Regions from separate parts of the Callithrix jacchus genome. Here region 2 is linked to region 1. Evidence: chromatin contacts called from public Hi-C data. All regions are on one chromosome and are shown on one strand. The core of a region is the stretch at or near the end of the contact, and the rest is flanking DNA. Distances in the headings are between cores, read along the strand shown. Region 1 overlaps PNKD (PNKD metallo-beta-lactamase domain containing). Region 2 holds the start of CTDSP1 (CTD small phosphatase 1).

Evidence for each region. Hi-C and Micro-C count contacts between places; a contact is called where the count stands out from the background.
Region 2: a contact with region 1 is called in a Hi-C map of induced pluripotent stem cells, with 4 times the contacts expected there. The contact joins the promoter of CTDSP1 here to the enhancer-like site in region 1. A contact is called at or near these places in 3 of 3 Hi-C or Micro-C datasets (induced pluripotent stem cells and skeletal muscle).

What each region holds. Positions count from the first base shown.
Region 1 is chr6:140,040,252-140,046,416 of calJac240_pri, reverse strand. The region is part of intron 2 of PNKD (PNKD metallo-beta-lactamase domain containing); the gene reads right to left. Among named protein-coding and RNA genes, the nearest start is that of TMBIM1, 5.6 kb to the right of the region's middle. Within about 2 kb of position 3,101, at least 6 of the 16 cell types and tissues checked have an H3K27ac peak or open chromatin away from gene starts, as enhancers often do.
Region 2 is chr6:140,149,398-140,155,562 of calJac240_pri, reverse strand. CTDSP1 (CTD small phosphatase 1) reads right to left here and starts at 3,773. Exons shown (of 8, transcript XM_078328492.1): 1 at 3,633-3,773; 2 at 3,048-3,164; 3 at 2,129-2,277; 4 at 1,672-1,773; 5 at 1,482-1,538; 6 at 766-858; 7 at 476-661. The coding sequence starts at 3,699.

The DNA.
Region 1 (6,165 bases), core at 1,852-4,351:
TCTCACAAACAACAATAACAATGGACATTTTAATTCTGCCCCAAGCAGTTGACAACTGCTATTTTTCATTCTTACAACTACCCTATATTATTAGCTCCCTTTTTATATAGAAAAGGCACCAAAGCTCACAGAAGTTAAGTAACATGCCTAAGGTCACACAGCCACCAAAGACATATGAACTTGAATCCGAACCCCGGTCTGTCTAGCACCAAGGCTTGCTGGTGGGCCGGCGATTCACCTGGGAGCCTTTGTTTATACCTCCACTGAAGATTCTGATTCACAGGTCTGGAAAGTGGTATCCCCAAGGGAACATGCATGTTTTCACAAGCAGCTCAGGTGACTCGGAGGGTCAGGAGACACTGGAAAGCACTCTGCTGGCCCTGACCGCAGCATGGTGGATGCCAGGCTGGCTCCGTGGCCCGGCTTCCAGTTCTAGCAGTTTCAGACACCATCAACATCGCCACGTGCCTTTCTCACGCCTTTCACTTAGATATCCTCAGCTGAGGGCGGCTTCAGAAGCCACAGGAGGTAGACAATTGCAGTATTATTTCTTTTTTTTTCTTTTTCTTTCTTTCTTTTTTTTTTGAGACGGAGTCTTGTTCTGTCACCCACACTGGAGTGCAGTGGCATGATCTCGGCTCACTGTAACCTCCCACTTCCATCTCCCAGGTTCAAATGATTCTCCTGCCTCAGCCTCCTGAGTAGCTGGGACTACAGGTATGTGCCACCACGCCCAGCTAATTGTTTGTATTTTTAGTAGAGACAACGTTTCACTTTATGTTGGTCAGACTGGTTTCGAACTCCTGACCTTGGATGATCCATTGGCCTCAGCCTCCCACAATGCTGGGTCACAGGCATGAGACACTGCAACCTGCTGCAGTATGATTTCTAAGTCGAGAGATGGGCCCTCAGCCTCACAGTCCTTTAGTGCCAGAGCTGGAACAAAACCCTCACTCCTGGGACATCCAATTCTACCATTCTTTCCACTCCTTATTTCCTTAGGAAAGTGCTAAATAACGTTTATGAATAATAAGGCCAATTTTTAGGGGGAGGAGCCCCATGCCCCACCCCCACCTCCCCCATACATCTATCATTCAAGCCTGAGAGCCTTCCCTCACCCCACCTTAGAATATTAGCATTCAACTTAACAGATGCTGGGTCAGGGCTGTGCCCAGGCCTAGGGGTGAATGAGACATTGTTACTGCCCTTCAGTGGTGAGAAACAAGCACATGCACCTCAGGCTAGGTTCAATGCCTCCATTCAGTAAATGCGTCCTCTGAAAAAAAGGCAACTTTGCCGGGGCACAGCCTATAATCCCAGCACTTTGGGAGGCCAAGGCAGGTGGATCACCTGAGGCCAAGAGTTCGAGACCAGCCTGCCCAACATGGCGAAACCCTGTCTCTACTAAAAATATAAAAATTAGCTGGGCGCGGTGGCACATGCCTGTAATCCCAGCTACTTGAGAGGCTGAGGCAGGAGAATTGCTTGAACCCAGGAGGCAGAAGTTGCAGTGAGCCGAGATCGTGGCACTGCCCTCCAGCCTGGGTGACAGAGTGAGACTCTGTGTTAATAAATAAATAAATAAAACAGAAAAAAGGCAACTCATTTGGGAAAGTTAGTGATCAGTGCTTGGGTAGAGTGACACATTAAATGCAGGGTAATCAGGCAGCTATGAGAAGGGTTTGGAGGACCAATTAGTGGGGAGCCCTGGGGCTGGGCTGGAGGGTGGAGACAGAGAAAGTTCTCCAGATTCAATGCTCCAATTAAGTTTTCCCCACCCATATCCTTTAGGTTCCACCTGGGCCCACCCCTTCCAAGCTGCCACCACCCCCTCCCACCAATCACTAAGCTTTAGCTACACCAGTCCTAAAATAAACATCAGTCTAATCCCTTTTCCTCCCCCACCCCTCTTCCTGCAGCCATGGACTTGACTCCACTCTCCTCCAGATAGCGTTACCAGAAAAATACAAACGCCCAGCTAAGTGTGAATTTCAGATAAGCAACGAATACTTTTTTAGTGTTAAGTATTTCCAAATATTATATGGGGCAGTGGAATACGCTTATATGAAAAAAAAATTGGCCAGGTGCAGTGGTTCACGCCTGTAATCCAAGCACTTTGGAGGCCAAGGCGGGCGGATCACCTGAGGTCCGAAGTTCAAGACCAGCCTGACCAACAAGGTGAAACCGCGTCTTTAAAAGAAAAAAAAAAAAGCTGGGTGCGGTGGCTCACGCCTGTAATCCCAGCACTTTGGGAGGCCGAGGTGGGTGGATCACGAGGTCAAGTGATCAAGACTATCCTGGTCAACAGGGTGAAACCCCGTCTCTACTATAAATACAAAAAATTAGCTGGGCATGGTGGTGTGTGCCTGTAATACCAGCTACTCAGGAGGCTGAGGCAGGAGAATTGCCTGAACCCAGGAGGCGGAGGTTGTGGTGAGCCGAGATCGCGCCATTGCACTCCAGCTTGGGTAACAAGAGCAAAACTCCGTCGCAAAAAGAAAAAGAAAAGAAAAAAATTGTTTGGCCGGCACGGTGGCTCATGCCTGTAGTCCCAGCACTTTGGGAGGCCGAGGCAGGTGGATTGCTTGAGCTCATGAGTTCAAGACCAGCCTGGGCGACATGGCAAAACCCCATCTCTACAAAAAATACAAAAATTAGCTGGGCGTCGTGGCACTCACAGCTGTAGCCCCAGCTGTTCGGGAGGCCTGAGCCTGGGAGGGGGAGGGAGGGGAAGGTGGCGGCGAGCCAAGATCGCACTACTGCACTCCAGCCTAGGCAACAGAGCCAGACCTTGTCTCGAGAAAAAAAAAAGGTTTATTGTTTAACTGCAGTTCAAATTTAACTGGTTGCCTTGCATCTTTATTTGCTAAAGCTGGAACCCTACCCCAAGGGCACCACCAGAGCCTCCCTGACCATCCCAAACTCCCTCTAGGTGGCTGTTTTCTGGCTTCCCACTGCTCTCAGGGTAAAATCTCAATTCCTGGCCCCCTGCCTCCTTGCCCAGCCCTATTTCCTACCCCTTCTACCCCACTGCATCCCCCGCCTCCCATACTAGTTTGCTGGGACAACTGGCCCTAAGCCCCTCGCCCTCCGCCCTCTGCCTGGAGAACCCTCTCCCCTCCTCCCACTATGCTGGTTCCTAACACCCCTTAACACTCGAGTCAGATGTCAGCTCCTCTGAAGACCTTTCCCGAGCCCCCACCCCTTTCCCCACACTGGATTAGGAGCTTTCTCTGGGATCTGGAGGAACCAAGTGAATATTTCTTTACCTGCCAGCATTTGTCAAGCTGTCAACATGGTAATAACCTGTCCTTTTACTGGCTCTCTTAGATTGTGAGTTTCTTGAGAGCAGAGGCTGTGTCCTTTCAGCTGTCTTATTGCTAGAACTGGAAATTCCTGTCTCCTTGGCAGACAATAAGAGCTTACTTAATAATTTTGCAGATAAGGCCCAAGAAAAGAAACGTCGTTTATTGGATGCCTATTGCCCGCGAAGCACTGCTGCTCTGAGCCAGCTGCTTCAGGTGTTATTTTTGACCCCACGGTCAGAAAAAGGGCTTCGGAGGAAAAGCACGCAGCAAGGTGTGTTCCACTCCCCCAGTTGGGCAGATGTGAGTCACTGGTGATTGCTGGCTGGAAAGGGAATTTCCTTGGAGACCAACCATCCTGGTGGTTCTAGAAAGTGGAGGGTATTTTCTGGATAAGGGGCCTGCTATGTTCTGAATGCTGCTGTCCCTGCTCCATTCATTTGTTGAAACTTAACCCTCAATGTGATAGTATTAAAAGGTGGGGCCTTTGGGAGGTGATCAGGTCCTGAAGTGGAACGCTCTGGAATGGAATTCCTGCTCTTAGAAAAGAAGCTGATGAGGCCGGCTGCAGTGGCTGTCCCCTGCAATCCCAGCACTTTGGGAAGCGGAGGCTGATGGATCACGAGGTCAGGAGATCAAGACCATCCTGGCTAACCCGGTGAAACCTGTGGGTAACCCCCCATATAGGCACTGAGGAAGGAGAGCTAAGCAGAATCCTGGCACAATTAAGGCCTGAAGAATATCTCAGTTTATAGTGTTACTACTTAGTTATTTCCTTTTGCATAACCCTTTATATAATCATATATTAGTTTATGGAAGTTGGGCTTGAAGATTATCTGTTTATAGTGTTACTACTCACTTATTTGCCTTTATACAATCCTCTCTATATAATCACATATTAGTTCATAGTATGAGTGCCTCAAGAATATTTCCCTACATATATAAAAAATTATATCTTTGTTCATAATCGGAGGAATGCCTAGAGTATACACAGTACAGAGCATGAATTAAGAAATAAGCAGCTTATATCAGAGGAATGCCTAGAGCAGACACAGTGCAGAACATGATTTAAGGGAAAACAGTTATACTAGGACAAGAATCCATGGACCAGGCGGCAGCGTTCAGTATCGTAAAGATATCCGCTGTATGGCAGGCTTGGGGCAAGAGCCACTCCTCCTGATAAAGGAGTTGTAGGACCTTGCTCCAGTTCTTGTGGAAGGCTGCCCTCAGACTGGCAATTGCACCTTGGTGACTGTGAACTTTATCAGCTCTTGTTACTGTGCTGCTCGAAAAGCATCTTCCCATAGAACTCACTGGAAGCTGCCAGTAGGTGGCAGTAACCCTGACAGCTCTGTCACTGCTGTGTGACTTAAAGCATCCCCCCATAAATCTTCTTAGAAGTAGTTTACCCATAGACAGAGGTATTGCACACTGCACCCTGTTCACTGTGCACGGCCCACCTCCATGCCTCGGTGACCTAATGGGAATGAACCCCTTGCTGTGCACTGTCCATCTCCTAGCCCAGGTGACCTAATGGGGGTGGACCCCTTGTTTTATTGCTCACGATCCCATCACTATCCTTAAAGATGATTTCACTCACTGCCCTGCCTCCTAACCTATACACAATAAATACTTACGCTACTGGACATTCAGGGGCCTCGCCTGACTCTGCTCACAGGTGGTGTGGCCCCCCGAGCCCAGCTGTGTTTTCCTTGTACTTCTGTGTCCTGTCTCTTTATTTCTCGTATCCTGCGCCTCAGCACAGCATAAGGGACACCCCACGACCCTGTGGGGCCTTCAGCCCTACAGAAACCCCCGTCTCTACTAAAAATCCAAAAAAATTAGCTGGGTGTGGTGGCACATGCCAGTAGTTCCAGTTACTCAGGGAGCTGAGGCAGGAGAATTGCTTGAACCAGGAGGCGGAGGCTGTAGTGAGCCAAGATCTTGCCACTGCACTTCAGCCTAGGCGATAAGAAAGAGACTTTGTCTCACAAAAAAAAAAAAAAAAAAAGGAAGAAAAAAAGAAGTTGGTGGCCAGGTGCAGTGGCTCACACTTGTAATCCCAACACTTTGGAAGGTGGAGACAGAAAAATTGCTTGAGCCCAGGAGTTCAAGACCAGCCTGGGCAACATAGTGAGATCCTGCCTCTGCAAAATATACAAAAATTAGCCAGGTGTGGTGGTGCATGCCTGTAGTCCCAGCTACTCAGGAGGCTGAGGTGCAAGGATTAGTTGTCCCTGGAGGTCAAGGCTGCATTGAGCTGTGATTGTGCCATTGCATTCCAACCTGGGTGACAGTGAGACCTGGTCTCAAAAATAAATAAATAAAAATAAAGAAAAGAAAAGAAAAAGAAAAGGCTGGTGTGGGGGTGGTGTCTGTTTGTTCCTTCCTTGGCCATAAAAGGATGCAGCTAGACAATACCATCTATGAAGAGTGGAGGGAGCCTTTGTCAGACTCCTAACTGCAGGTGGCACCTTGATGTTGGATTTCCCACCCTCCAGAACTGTGAGCAATACATTTCTGCTGTTTCTTTTTCTTTTCTTTTGTTTTTTTTTTGAGACGGAGTTTCACTTTTGTTGCCTAGGCTGGAGTGCAATGGTGCTATCTCAACTCACTGCAACCTCTGCCTCCCTGGTTCAAGCGGTTCTCCTGCCTCAGCCTCCTGAGTAGGTGGAATTACAGGCATGTGCCACCACACCTGGCTAATTTTTGTATTTTTAGTAGAGACGGGGTTTCTCCATGTTGATCAGACTGGTCTCAAATTCCCAACCTCAGGTGATTTGCCCGCCTTGGCCTCCCAAAGTGCTGGGATTACAGGCATGAGCCACTATGCCTGACCACATTTCTGCTGTTTCTAAAT
Region 2 (6,165 bases), core at 2,524-5,023, 110 kb before region 1:
ACCACGTTGCTGAGGCTGGTCTTGAACTGCTGGGCTCAGCTTACCGGGTCATCTCGCCTTTCCAAAGTGCTGGGATTACAGGTATAAGCCACTACACCCCACTGGGTATTTTCTATTCTATTTCATTCTGTTAAAATTCCCGATCAGGACCCACTAAATTAATTCTGTGGGCCATCAGTAGGTCATAACTGGCAGTTTGAAAAGCTGAAACTTTTCAAACTTCGCTGCCCTGTGGGGGCCCCTGCCCCTGGCAGACACTCTGCTGTGCGTGACTGGAATGAACCGCATGGCTACAGTGCAGGTAGACGAGGGAAGTGGGTGGCAAGCTCAGACAACTGAATGCAGGAAGGACGGGGAGGGCACCTGCCATCCCCCCGGCCCCTGACACCAGCCACCAACTGGGGATCCAGGAGGCCAAGGTGGCCTGCTTCCCTTCCTGGGTCTCAGCTCCTGTCCCAGGCCAGCCCACACTCACGGCATTATCCGGATGGAAGACGTAGGAGGCGGGCGAGTTGTCCAGGATGAGTACCCGCCGCAGGTCTCTGCCCAGCCGGCTCAGGTCCTTCACGTAGTTCCCCCGGTGGAAGACACAGGACTCTCGAAACAGCCGGGCACGGAAGGCCCCCCACTTGTCCAGCAGGTCAGCTACTGGGTCTGCGTACTGGGAGCAAGAGGCAGGTCATCCTGGAGCCTGTAGGCTCATTGGGCCGCATGCTGGAGGTGGGTGGGAGGGCAAGGTTACCCCAGGACCCGTGTGGGGCTCACCTTGGCGAGGCTGGCAGTGAACAGCACACATTCAAAGAGCTCGCCCATTCGCTGCAGGAACTCATCCACGTGAGGCCGCTTCAGCACGTATACCTGGGGGGCGGGCCAGTGAGGAGGCTGCAGACCAGTGGGGCAGGGTGGGGGCAGCGGAGGGTTGGGAGGGCATGGGCTGGGGAGGCAGAGGCACACAGGAAGGAGGCTGGGCCTGCAGGCTCCGCTTGGCCAGCCACCCTGACCACTTCTGGGGAAACTGGCCCCCTCCCAGAAAATGATCAAAACTTCCACTCCACTGGCCGGTCCTACCTCACAAAGTCACTAATTCCCAGTCCCGTCCCCTGCCTCAGCCTCAGCCCAGTGCAGGAGTCCAGGGGCAGCCCCCTCACCCCAAGGCTGCAGTGCACCGGTCCCCGAGCCAAGTAATGGAGAACAGGCTGGACAGCACACAACCTATCCTGAATTACTTGAACTGGGTCCCGGGCAGGGTGGGGTGAGGGGGCACAGCACGGGGGGCCTAGCGGAGGAGCCCACGCTGCAGCCTGGAGTCAGCCCAAGCCCTTCTGATTCTGTGTGCCTTTAGGGCAAGCCTCACACCCTCTCTGGGCCTTTGACATTCCACGTCTATGCAAGTCCCATCCAAGGTGCTCTGGATTGGTGGGAAGAGCCTGGGGTCTGGAAGGCAGAGGCCAAGCCCACCACTGCCTCCTCCTGGCCCTCACCTGGTGGACCACCCCATCAATCTCCACAGGGATGATGAAGTCGGCGTTGTTCACTGGCTGTGGGGGGAAAAGAGCTGCTGGAGTTGGAGGGGGGAGCCCCAGGGGGTGGGGCCCAGCATACACCTCCCTCCCAGGCCAGGGTGGGGGACCCCGCTGAGACCCAGGCTGAGGGCTGTTGAGCAGGGCCCACCTTGAAGGAGCTGTGCACCAGGGTCTCATCCAGGTCGATGACCACGCAGATCTTGTCTGAGTCCTGGGCCTTGGCCTCGGGGAGCAGGTACTGGACTGGGGTCTGCTGTGGGGAGGGCGGGGCTGGCTGGGGGGCCTCTCTCCAGGTCCCGTCCTTCCTCCTGCCCTCTCTAGAGGAACCCTGGAGCCAGGGGCAGATACCACCTGCTTCCCAGCTCTGCCCCTGCCAGCTCTGTGGCTTGGATAGGCCACCTGGCTGAGCCCTCTCTGAAAACCAAGGTAGAGAAAAACTTCCACCTATAAGGGAGAATTCAGTTTCCCCAAAGTGGGCAGAGCCTGGCAGGGGAGGCTGGCATCCTCCCACTCTGGACCTGTCAGGGTCCATAAGTGTGTGCTGAAAAGCTCAGTCAGGAACCCCTTCCCCTAAAGCCCTGAAGCCCCACCTGGCCCCCACACACCTTGGGGATGGCACCATTCTCCTCCACAAGCAGGGGCGACCCGCTGTGGGCGGGCAGGGCCTCTCCATCGTCCCGGCAGACGCAGCAGAACAGTGAGTGGAGGATGCCCCGGCTTCGGGGCTTCTGGGAAGCTGCTGACCTCTGGTCACCTGAAATAAGGAGGCCCAGGTTGGGGGCTGGGTGCACACTGGCCTGCAGAATCCTGCATGTGCGCCCAGGCATGAACCCCACCTGGGAGGATCTGGCCGTAGCCACTTCATTAAAGGAGACACACTAAGGCGGCTCCTGACTCTTCCTGAAATGCCCCTGCCAGGGGCCCCACAGTCTTCTCCAAGGCTCCTGCAGCTCCCCACAAGTAGGTCTAGCGGTATTAAGGCGCCCACCCACATAGGGAGTGGCTGCCTGGAGAAGGGGGTCCTGGGGTGCTCTTTCCCTGCCTCTCACCGCCTCCATGACTGCTGATGATCATGACCCCACTTTACCTGAGCCCTCCGGCTCAGGAGAGTCAGGGCCTGGGGCTCAGGGCAGTTGTCCACCCCTGCCCTCCCTCTATCCTCTCCACCCACTGTGGGACAAAGTCCTCACCCGCGGCTGGGCCCAGAGGCAGGGATGCAGGCCCACGGTCTGGGGCCAGTGTCCAGCGGCCATCTGCTTGCCCCGCCCTGCCCAGACCTCCGACCTGGAGCCCAGCAACCGCTGCCTGATTGACAGACACCCCTCTCACCCCACCCCCTCCGGCCCCCTGCAACTAGCCTTTCCACCTTGCCCCCTGCTCCGGGGCAGCCAGGCCCAGGTGGGGGTGGGCAGACCTGGGAGCAGCGTCCAGGTCCTGAGGTCCAGACAGGGAAGAGGAGGGGCAGACTCCCACCCCGGTCCAGCCACCCGGGGGCGCAGCCTTCCCCGGGCAGTGCGTGCCCACTAGGCGCAAGACTCTCCCCGCGGGCGCCAGGCGACTCTTGGAAGTGCTGGCCGTCGTCTCTGTGCCTCGGAGGGGCTCGGCGCCACCACGCGTGACGCGAAGTTTGTGGGAACGTGGCTGTGTGTTGGCGGGAGATCCCTTCAAGCCTCCCCAGCCCGCTGTCACCTCGGCGCCCCCTCCCAAGACCCTACCGGACCGCAGCCTGGGTGGGGGGGGTGGGGCGGAGTCTCAGCGGGTGCCCCATTGGTGCCCTCCTCAGCCCCCCCATCTCCCAGCCCCATTGGCACGAATGGGGGGGACGCCCATGCACCACGCAATGCCAGCCAGGGAGCCCCCAAAGGAGTCTCTCTAGTCCTGCCTCAGTTTCCTCACCTCTAGCGGACGGGAGCGCCCCAAAAGCGCCAGGCCCCGCCCCGCGTCTCTGAGCCTCCTTTGAGTTCAAACTCTCTCCCCGCTCCCTCACGGGCTGGGAGCTTCGGGCACTGTCAAGGCGGGCGCCCCGGGCGGCTCCCCCGGGGAAGATCCCGGCCCCTCCTCTCCTCCCACGGTGCCCCGGCCTCGGCCAGCTCCCCGCAGCCCCGGTACCTTTGCCCCGCAATGGGCCCCGAGCCTCCTCCTTGCTGATCTGAGTAATGACGGCCGAGCTGTCCATGGGGCCGGGCGCGCTCCGCTCCGGCCGGACTCTGGCCCGGGCGCCCGGCCTCCCCCCCGGCTGGGGCCGGAATCGGGGCGCGGGGGGGAGGGGAGGGGTGGGAGGGAGGGATCCCCGCGAGCTTCTGAGGGGAGGGGAGCCAGGTTCTAGGGGGGAGGGGGAGGGAGGGGGCGCGGAGGAAACTTTGTTACAACATGGAGTTTCCTCCCCGCGAGGCGGATGCAAACATGGAACCCGGGCGCCGTTTCAAGGCTCCCCCTTAAAAGGGCAACGGCTTCGGTGTGACCAGGACTCGGCCGCGGCTTTCACCACTTCAGGGACCGGCGCGGCTAGGCGGACTGGGCGGTGGGCGGGGCCGGGTTCCAGCCGCGCTCCAGGGGGCGTCGCCTCCTTTCCCGCCGCCGGCCGGGCTGAGCCTCTGCGGCTGCGTGGCAGACCCGGTACCCGGCCCACCTTTCCAAGCTGCCGAGCGCCCCGGGCCAAGGCTCGCCTGCCCGGAGCGCCCACGCCGGGGAGTGCGCGAGTGCTGCGCGGCTCCACCTCTGCGCTGAAGACCCGAACTAGAGGTTTCCTGGTTTCCTCCTTGAGGACTTGGGGATAGCGCTACCTCATCTGTGAAATGGGTCTTCTCTCCGGTCTGGTGGTCGCGGGGGTCACTTCGCAAGGACCTCGTGAGCCAGCGAAGGCTCTGCAGTCTTCAAGTATCTGTGCAAACCTCAGAATCACGCTCTTGAATGGGACGGTCGCCGCCCCCCCCGCAGCCCCAGGGCGAGGTGCCCCAGGTCTGTAGGGTGTGAAATTCCAACTCCCGGCCCTGGGAAGGGGCCTGCCGACCTCTCCCCGCACGTCCACCCGCCGGTCCCGGGCCACCGCGCGTTCCCGCCTGAAATTTCGTAGGCGCTGTTCCCTTCGCGTAGCCAAATTCCACCGACCTTGAGGAAATGCCACCTTCTCCAGGGGTATTCCCAGACCCCCTCCCCTGCCCGCGCTCGCTGGCCGCCCTGTGACTACTGGGGATGCGGTGGGGGTCACTGGTCTTGCTGCCGATCCCTGGAGCCCAGCTCGGCGCCGCACGCAGTGGGCCCAAAGTCCGACCGTGGGGACCTCAAACCAGACTCTCACGGCCCACCCCACCCGGGCTCCGGCGCGGTGCTGGCTGGCACTTGGGAACTGAGGTCCCCGTCTTCACGCGGGAAGCCCCTTCGTGGTGCGCGCCGTGAGTTTGCGGGCCGGTCTTTCCCCCGGTTTATGACGTCTTTTTCACTCGTCGTTACTATTTTGTGTTCACCATTTAAAAATTAAGAATAACGCCAAGCCCGATAAACACGCCTCGGCACTTCCTCCCCTCCCGCTCGCCCCTGGGGCCTCCTCGGCGGGGCGGAGCGGGCGCGTCCTGTCCCGTCCGGCCGCCGGGTGCAACGCGGCGCACGTCCGCCAAGGCCTGCAGAGGGGGAGCCGGGGAGGGGAGGCCCCGCGCGGGGGCCGGGAGGAGAAGGGAGGGGGGCGTTGCCTGCCTACTGGCGCCGCGGCTTCGTGCCCCGAGGCTAGGAGCGGGGGCGGGAGGGGACTGTCGGGGGCTGATCCTCCCCGGCTGGACCCCTCGGCCCTCCTCCGGCTCCTGGGGAGCCCACGGGGCGGCCACCATTGCGCTTCAACACCGTGATCGCCACGCAACGCTGGCGCTGTCCCGGGCCTGTTCTGGCTGCGCCTTTTAATCTCATTTACTCCTCAGAACCGCCTCCTTTTAATCCCATATCATAGATGAGGAAACTGAGCTTGAAGAAAGGAAGCGACGTGCCCTGGCTCTACAGGCGAGGAGAAAGGCGGGATTCCAGCCTGGGAGCAGAACGTCTGTCTCCCCTGCGGTCCGGCCCACTGGGTGGGGCTTCAGTCTTATCTCCGGATGCTGGGTCTTCTTGACCCCCAAAGGAAGCGTGTGGTGAGGGACTGAGTGGAGTCGTAGCCTCGCCCCTGGCCTGGGTTGGGTGACGCGCCTTCCTCTCCCTCCTGTTCTCCCACTGTGAAGGGGGCTGGAACCTGGCCGCTCTACCCCCACCCACAATTCCCAGACGGGCCGTCCTGAGCTCACCGGATTCCTCAGGGATCCCCCCACCTCCTCCACCCCCACCTATAGGCACTTCAAGCCTTGGCCCTTGCAGGTCTCTTCCCAGGGAGACCTAACCCCTCCTCCCAAGCTCCCTTTGCGGCCAAGGCAGCCGCGCCTTTTGCTTGGAGTCCTGAACTTCTCTTCCCGCGCCTCGGGGCGGGTAGTTACGGAGTGAGTCGCGAAGCTAGTAGGATTGCGTGGCCGGGGGCGAGGGGGGGGTCCTTCGGGTATCCTCATTGGGGTTGTCTACACCCAGCTGCTGTACCCCTCTATCTCTACAGGTGGGGGTCGCAGTATGCATTCTTATTTTTTTCTGTTTTATCGATTCGCACCCCACGAAAAATAAAATCTTGGGCGCC